Regions from separate parts of the Anas platyrhynchos genome. Here region 2 is linked to region 1. Evidence: chromatin contacts called from public Hi-C data. All regions are on one chromosome and are shown on one strand. Each heading gives the region's core, a stretch centred on a gene start, on an enhancer-like site or on the middle of the called end of the contact. The rest is flanking DNA. Distances are from core to core; before and after follow the strand shown. Region 1 holds the start of GAB1 (GRB2 associated binding protein 1). Region 2 overlaps LOC119716724 (a long non-coding RNA gene).

Region 1 (4,012 bases), core at 676-3,175:
GGAATGATTTACGGCATTGATTTAGGGCAGCCAACTCTCACTTACACTTTCTTCCACTAACAGACAGTGTAACTGTACACGATTTAGGGCTTGAGTGGGAAATTAACTCAAACTTTAAAAACACTAATAGTTTTCCCACTTCTTGCACACTGGTGAAGCGGCATGCTCTGAATACACACTCAGAGGCTCAGCCAAAATACAGCCTGTGTCCGATTCAGCGGGGGAAGCACAGCCCTCCCGTGACCCATCAGGTCATTCTCGTATGTCTGATCCTGTGCCCTTGGCGAGAGCAGGGTTTTTGTCACTGGGAACCGGTGAAGGGGCTATTTTTTTATTATTATTATTTTTAATAACTAACTTTAAGAGCCGATTTCATCAATGCCCTGCCATTTAACAAGTTGCCCACAACAGCTCCTTTCCAAGAAGGGGCCGTGAATCGCCAGCGGACGGAAAGCAGCCGGGCTGCGTTGAGGTTCAGCTCTCAAGCAAAGGCTGAGCTGCCTCCAAACGACGCCGAGCTGCGAGGGCCGTTCCTACTTAAATACCACCCAACGGGCTAAACAAAGACGGAAAGAGAGGAAAAAAAAATAAAAATAAACACATTTTGTACCAATTACACAGATACCATGAGGCTGCGGCGGTGCCAATGGGAAAGGGCTGAGCAGAGCTGACTTCTGGCATCACCCCTGCCTCCTACGTGACTTGACAGCAGCGTCGCCGCCAGCCCCGAGCAGCACCAGCAGCCTGGCCGCTGCCCTGTCACGAAATCTGCCCTCTCAGCAAACACGCTCCATTTTCCTGCGAGCTCCGGCTCGGCTCCGCTAAAATATTTCCTCCTGAGCACCGGCGGGCAGCTGGGGGAAACACGAGGAAAAGGCACTTGGCTTGCAGCTCCCTCCTCCTGCAGGGCTCCGGTCCCAAGGGCAAAGGCTCCCCCGGCCCTGCGGGGAGCGCTCCCGGGGCATCCCCGCCTGGGGGGGCCGCCTGGGGCCGGGGCAGCGGTGTTTAGAGGCAAAAAACCCGAAATATCCCGAGCCCGGAGCCCCGGGGAAGGCGGAAAAACTCCGCCCCTCTCCCCACTCTGCTGGGAAAGGCGATAAAGCCGCGGCAGGGCAGAGCTGACCGCTCGGCGTTTCGAGGGGGAAAGCAGAAAGGAGTTGGGGAAAAAAGAAGAAAAAAGGGAAAGGGAGGGGAGGGAAAGAGAGGGACGGGGGGAGCCCGGCGGGCTGCGGGAGCGGGCGAAAGGCGCCGGGCCCGGCCGGGAGGGACGGGGCGAAGGAGGCCGGGCAGGGCGAGGGGGGACGCGGGGAAGGGGAGAGAAGGGAAGGGAAACGAAGGGAAACGAAGAGAAGGAGGGCGAGGGCACTCACGTAGCGCTTCAACTTCTTCTCCGGTGGCGACTTTCGGAGCCAGCCCGAGCAGACCACCTCCCCGCCGCTCATGGCTGGGCCGCCCGCCCCTCCGCCGGGGCGCTCCTCGTCCTCCTCTTCCTCCTCCTCGTCCTCCTCCTCCGGGCCGGGCCGAGGGAGCCCCGAGACGCGGCGGCAGCGCCGCGCCCGCTCCGGCCTCCTGGGGCTGTGCGGGGCGAGGGAAGGGGAGGGAGGGAAGAAGGGAGAGAGGGAGGGAGGAGGGACGGGGAGCGGCGTGTGTGTGTCTGGCTCTCACGCACAACAAGCGGAGGGGCAGCGGGGCTGAGGCGGGAGGCTCCCCCCTTCCTCCTCCTCCTCCTCCTGCTGGCCCCGGCAGCGGCAGGCAGGCAGACAGGGGCGGCCGCCGCCCCGCCGCAACTTGGGCTCCGCCGTCCCGGGGCAGGATCCAGCCGCCGCCCCGCCTCAGCCGGCGCCGCCCCCCCGGGATCCTCCCGCTGGGGGCTCCCCCTCTCCTTCCACTCCCCTCGCTCAGCGGCTCCGCGAGCTGGGCTGGGCTCGCCCCTTCCCCTTCCTCCTCCTCCTCCTCCTCCGAGGGGAGCGGCCCGAGCGCACGGCGGGGCCGGGTCCTCCCCCTGCCGGCCATTAGGGGGCCGGGCACGGCACCCCCCCCCCCGCCATTCCCAACAACAAGGGCTGGCAGGGGAGAGGCGGGACCGCCATCCCCGAGGGATCCTGGGAGCTGTAGGCGCCGCCGGCTGCGGCCGTGAGGGGGGAGTGGGCCCTTGGCTGAGGGGAGGAAAAAGAGGGGAAAAAGCGATAAACCGGCACACTAACACACCGAAAAACGCAGCCCCGCCGCCCCCAGCCCAGCCGGTCCGGTTTTAGGGCCGGTTTGGGGGCGTGGGGAGCGGCGGGGCGGTGAGGGGGTCCCGGCTGCCACGGCCGGGTGGCTGTGTGGAGAAGAAATGTTACAGCCGGCGCCCAAATGTTGGTGAATTCTGTGAAACGCACCGCAAAATCTTTCGTTTGAGATGAGAAACAAACAAACAAAAACTAAAAAATCTGCATAAAAAACACCTCAGTAAAATAAACTTTTAAAAGTGCATTAAAAGCACCTCAGCAGAAGTAAACTCCTCTTAGCAAGTTTCAAACTGCCTTGACGGAAAAAAAAATAATTATTATGAAAAAAAATCTCCACATACAAAGTTGGTCTCTGAGAGCAGAAAAGGCAAACGGCAGAGCCACTCCTCTCCGGAGCGAGTCTGCTGATAGTGCTCTCCGTCTTTTGCACTCCGCCGAAAAGTATCTCCTAATAAAAAGTCTTTTATTATGATTATTGCTTTATTATTTTACAGATTATTTAATTGCAGCCTTCTGGGATGGGACTGCTGTGTTGTTTGCTAGCAACAGTGCTCTTCCAGCACAGAGAGCTAGTCCCCCTAGTGTGCCTTTGTTGAAGGCAGCGTGTTGTTCCGCTTGCTCTGATCCATCAAGGTGTATCACATTAAAGAGCTGCAAAGCAACGTCTGTATCGTTTTAATGGGATCATTTGCAGAAATAACAGGAAAATTAAAGGTGAAAGCCTGAAGGGATTAAAACCAGTACATCAATTCACTGTAAATCTTCGCACATAATTATTTTCATTAATCCTTGAAGTGTTATGACAGGTGAAATGCTATTCACTGGTAAAAGAAAGATCATCAACGAGCAAATATATATATATACATATTATTTTTTTTTTGCCAAAAACATTTAAAAAGAGAAAATAGGTTAATTATGTGCTTTGTCAATGTTAAGAAGTGCACACATCCTAGCATCCGAAACACCCTCACTGACATTTCTACACAACATCCTCGCAATTGCCTCATTGTGCTATTGACAGGAATAATGAGGAAAGTGACATGATGCATGCAGCTGGTAGCATAACTTGAAATTGTAGTGTTAGGTTTAGATTTCAAGCTGGGTTTCACTATACCTCACTTAAGTTGCTAATGCAGTTTTTTAAGAATCCTGACATTTGAGTTTACTTCCAAATGTCAGATAAGACCACAAAATTGTCCAGTTTTCTTTAGAAACCTGGAGACAATTTAGTATTATCAGAGCACAATCACATAGAATGGGTGTGAACATACTAAAAATACCATTGTCATTAGCATGTTAAAGTATGATCCAATCATTCATTTAAATCCCATTAATTAACCCCAATCTTGAGGGCTAATCAAAGAAAGACAGTCTTTTGGCTAAGCAGTCTCTATGGAAGCACCAACCAAACAAGCCTTCTTGCCCAAAGACACAAAATTGCCCCTGAGTTCGAATTTCAAAACACTACATTTGCATTTTAAAATACCCTGAAACCAATGTTAGCCTGGAGTCCAGCATTAGTTTGTCATATAGCTTCGGTAAGAATCACCTTGCTGGAAAATAGCTGTCCAGAGACAAATTCTATGTGTAGGTGTCATTCCTGCCATATAATGATAAATCACAAGTTAGGGAAAAGCAGTTAATGTCAACAATCGCGATAAATAATTAGAACTCAATAAAAACTTTCTTTTAGACCATATCTTGTTGCTGAATCTTATAAAATTGTTCAGTTTATGAAAATATAACATATCAAAGAAAGATTTCCAAGTACCTAATTAAGA
Region 2 (4,012 bases), core at 1,053-3,552, 44 kb after region 1:
CTTCTCCTGCAAAATGCAAACTCAAGTGCTTCGTACATCTGAAGGCCTTGTCCCTGCCACAGGTGCAAAGGTGGTAACCCCACTTCAGAGAGAGACCAGGACTTGGAGAAGGAAGCCCACCATGTCAGCAGCTGACCTGCAAGCAGAGCACACAAAGGGAGCCCCCGCTCTGCTAACCCTGCCTCTGCCCAGCCCTTCCCCAAGCCACTCACATGGCACGAGTGTTAGCATGGGCAACTAGCTCCCAGCAGAAGTAATAAATACTTGTTTAGTTTATAGCTGTGGTTTCTTAAATACAGCCTGATGTTTCTGACTCATCACAGAGCGTAATCGATGTAAGCATCCCACGTGAATAGAACCACACCTGAGACTGATTTGGCCTCCTTTTTCCACTTGCTATAGGAGAGATGGATTGAAACGAGCAAGTTGAGCTCCCTAACATCTGCTCAGCAAATGCTCACATAAATCAAAGTTCAGAATATAGCATATTTGCCACACCCTAAATAGCAATAGTCATGCAAGATGAAGACCAGGGTGAAATCCTGGACTTACTGAAGTCCATGGCAGGACTCCCATTAATTTCAGGCAGGCCAGTCTTTTAATGCAGATTGTTACCAGATGGTCGATTTGAGGACCAACGGACAAATACAAGCAGAACAACAGCATTAGCTGGTGGGATAGCTGTGTTAAATCGCATTCACATCATCAAAAGGCAATACACAAAGCAAATCCATATCAGCAACAGCTATGACCACCTTCTTAAAAGTACAGTTGATTTAGCAAAGTCTAAAATTCTTCTCAACAGATTTACCTGAGCAGATTTTGCATACCAAGTCGACTTTAACACAGAAACATGCCATTTTTCTCGATGTGTAACAATCAGCCCATGTTTTGTTGGAGTTGTACTGGAATGGTGCACGCTAGCTGCCCAGTTCCCAAGAGCAGTATACCAGCTGTAGCTAGAAATGGCTTACAATTAAGAATTTTAAATCTCTCTTGTAACACAAATTTTTCCCACTTGAGCAATGAAATGTGCATGTTAGCCCTGATTTACAGAAGATGGTATCTTAGTCACACTCAGATCCTCTTCCCCCCACGTGTTGAACAGAATCTCCTCTATTAGAAGCGGCAAACATTAAAATTAGAAGTTGTTTCTGAGATAATGCTGCAGTCTCAGAGTTCAAACCACACATCAGTGAATACAACAAGCCCAGAGGTAACATTAAGAGTCCATGCGCAGCTCCATAGCGTGGCTGTTGGTTTTTTCTTTAAGTCCTTAAAAATAACATAATAAAGATATTGCCTCCAGACAGTTATTCTTAAATACATTCAAGACTGAATGAATTCCTGTAACTCATACTTCTCTCAGCATGATTGTTTCACACTGTCTGTGCATTTAGGAAGATTAATTTATACTGGTCACATAATTAAAATTCTTTTATTACCCTAAAGAAGAATTCTAACACCTTCTCCTCTGGGCAGCATCTTCATGCTCTGAAACTAAGGTAACACAAGCTCTGAGCTATTATAACCCATTCAGTTGGACTGCATGGCAAGAGGTCTTACTCAAGACACGAATTTAAGATACTCTTCCGAAGTTATTTTGAAGCCATTATTATGGGTCTGTGCTTTACATTCTCTCATTGACTCCATCTAGCTTTCTCACAAACTAAGTAAAGGGGTTGTTTTTAAATTTCTGGCCACAAACCCCCTTTGACATCTCAAAGATAACTTGGGCTCTGTCTCACGCTACATCAAGCATCAAGACCAACATTTTAACTTCAGTAAGCCATCTCATGCACAGCTCAGCTGTCCTGCCTCTGAAGGAAGTGAGCCACCAAAACATTAGTTACTAATGCCTTTTTTGCCACATCAGTGTAGAAGGTCTCACCTGCAAAGAGGCAATAACCACCTTGTTCATACCATTGACTTCCCCAAGACCTTTAAGACACCTGCTGCATCAACCAGCAGCTGTTTATCCTGACTCAGTCTGTCATGAGCCAAAGAAGGATGCTGACTGACTTCAAAGTTAACCTTCACTTAGCAACTTCATGCAGAGGTGACACTTGAGTACTGCTACATTTTTGAGCTGTAATAGTATAGCATGTAGTTAACAGTAATAGTTCCTAATAGTATAGGAGTTCCAGCAGACCGTTTTTACATGCCTTCCATTGTAACTATTCAGCAGAGTTTCAGCCATGCACTACATTTGAAAAAGCTTTAGTCTAAATCCCAGCAAGTGCTCCAAAGCTCAGAACACAGCATACTTTTACAGCAATGTCATTTAAAAGATAGTAGTATCATTAGTGCTCTCTACTGGATAAACACATAATTACTTCAAAATTAATATAGCATCCTGGATCCCAACTACAAAGGGGTGTAGGAACAGCTTCAAACGATTGCACAAATACTCAGGTCAGGGTAGTTTTAATTTTAAGTTCTCCTTCCTGTTCTTCACGTACTATACCAGTATGCATAGGTTTGTGTACAGCTAACAACTGAAATTAGATTAAGAGCTCCTATGTCCTGAAAAATAGCGGTATAGTGGTACATTTGGAAGACAGAGAACAAGCATCTTCATCACTTCACATACCCTACACACACTTAGCAAGCTTTACTTGGTGGTCAGACCACTACGTGAAGTGGGATCACGTAGTTCGTTGTGACTTCCAGGTGAAGAACATGAAGTAAAGTTCGCTGTTATCCAACACATTAGTGCCCATTGCTCCCTCTGAATAAGACAACCCATGATTTGGCATTCCCTACAGCCAGCACTGAATCACTGAGCCACACCAGCAGCAGAACGATTGCACTGCCCTGTGGTTCAGTATTACTTAGAGCCAAACACAAAACACTTAATTTGGCATTGAAGTGTTGATGGTTCAAGCACCTGCAACCACAAGACTTTGCATAAAAGGGAGTAGTGATTGGCCTTTGTGAGAACCTCTTAATAAAGCAATTCCCTACAAATACCCAAAGCATACCTGCCACTACATCATTACTTCCTTCTACCAGTGAGCTTACAGAGTTTTTAGCAGGAGCTCTTAACAAAGGGCTAAAGAAACACAAAACTTTTTTTACTTTCACTGCCACTTGCCTGAATCTTCACATGCAAAACAGGAACTTCAAACAAAGTCACCTCAGGTTATGCAGACTCAACAGTTCATTTTAAGTTTTTAATTCCATTTCTGTTATCCTGAGTTTCGGATACATTCAGGAACTAAGTTTGTTACTTACAGTAATGTTTAAAAGCTAACGGAGAATGAAACACCATTATGCACAGCCCTGTACTGACACATGCAGCATAGTCTGCATCCTGCAGAGTTTAGCATAGGAGAACATGAGGCAGCTGGAAGGGAAACAAGGAGGGGATGGGAAGAGTGAAGTCATCAGTGATGGAGTCCTAACAGGAAGCATTTCTGAAGTATTGTAACTTACTCACCCAGATATTGTTTGAGGGAGAGTAAGATTAGAGTTACCTGACTTATATGGCCCAACTGGTAAAAACCAAAAAGCATTACTAAACGCCACTGATGAAGCTATCAAAATATCACCGTTCGGTGATTATTTCTCGTGTGCAGTAAGCCTCTGGCTGCACTCCCTCAGTTTTCCATGACAGTACTTAAATGGGTAGGGGAGTAAAGTGAAGCAATATTGTTAGGTCCTAGTGATCTGTAGAATATCCATCTTAAGAATGCTGGGATTCAAAAGGATTTCAAGACAAGGTCATTTACCCTCTTGGCTTCATTTTAATCTTTCTACCAGTGTTTTGTTCACCATTTGTCAGCCTTCTTCTTATATAATACATTGGATTTGAGTAATTTGTATTACACACACCTTTTCATTTAAGAGTATATATCATCCTTCAAAAAAAAAAAATAAATGGGTAGCATATTCAGGCAGAAGAGTTGCTTGGAAAAAAAATCAGCAACTATTTCCAAGAGAGATTAAGACAAACCTCAGAATACTTACTTTTATCCAAACAAATTTCTTTGAATGGAGAGTGCAGATG

What was found. Hi-C and Micro-C count contacts between places; a contact is called where the count stands out from the background.
Region 2: a Hi-C map of subcutaneous adipose tissue shows a contact between it and region 1, with 2.4 times the contacts expected there. The contact joins the enhancer-like site here to the promoter of GAB1 in region 1. A contact is called at or near these places in 2 of 8 Hi-C or Micro-C datasets (skeletal muscle and subcutaneous adipose tissue).

What each region holds. Positions count from the first base shown.
Region 1 is chr4:38,872,276-38,876,287 of IASCAAS_PekinDuck_T2T, forward strand. GAB1 (GRB2 associated binding protein 1) reads right to left here and starts at 1,926. Exons shown (of 12, transcript XM_038177970.2): 1 at 1,371-1,926. The coding sequence starts at 1,442.
Region 2 is chr4:38,915,524-38,919,535 of IASCAAS_PekinDuck_T2T, forward strand. It overlaps LOC119716724 (a long non-coding RNA gene), which reads left to right. Exons shown (of 3, transcript XR_005265220.2): 3 at 1-194. Among named protein-coding and RNA genes, the nearest start is that of USP38, 31 kb to the right of the region's middle. Within about 2 kb of position 2,303, at least 1 of the 8 cell types and tissues checked has an H3K27ac peak or open chromatin away from gene starts, as enhancers often do. A contact at or near this core is called in subcutaneous adipose tissue, where this site is marked.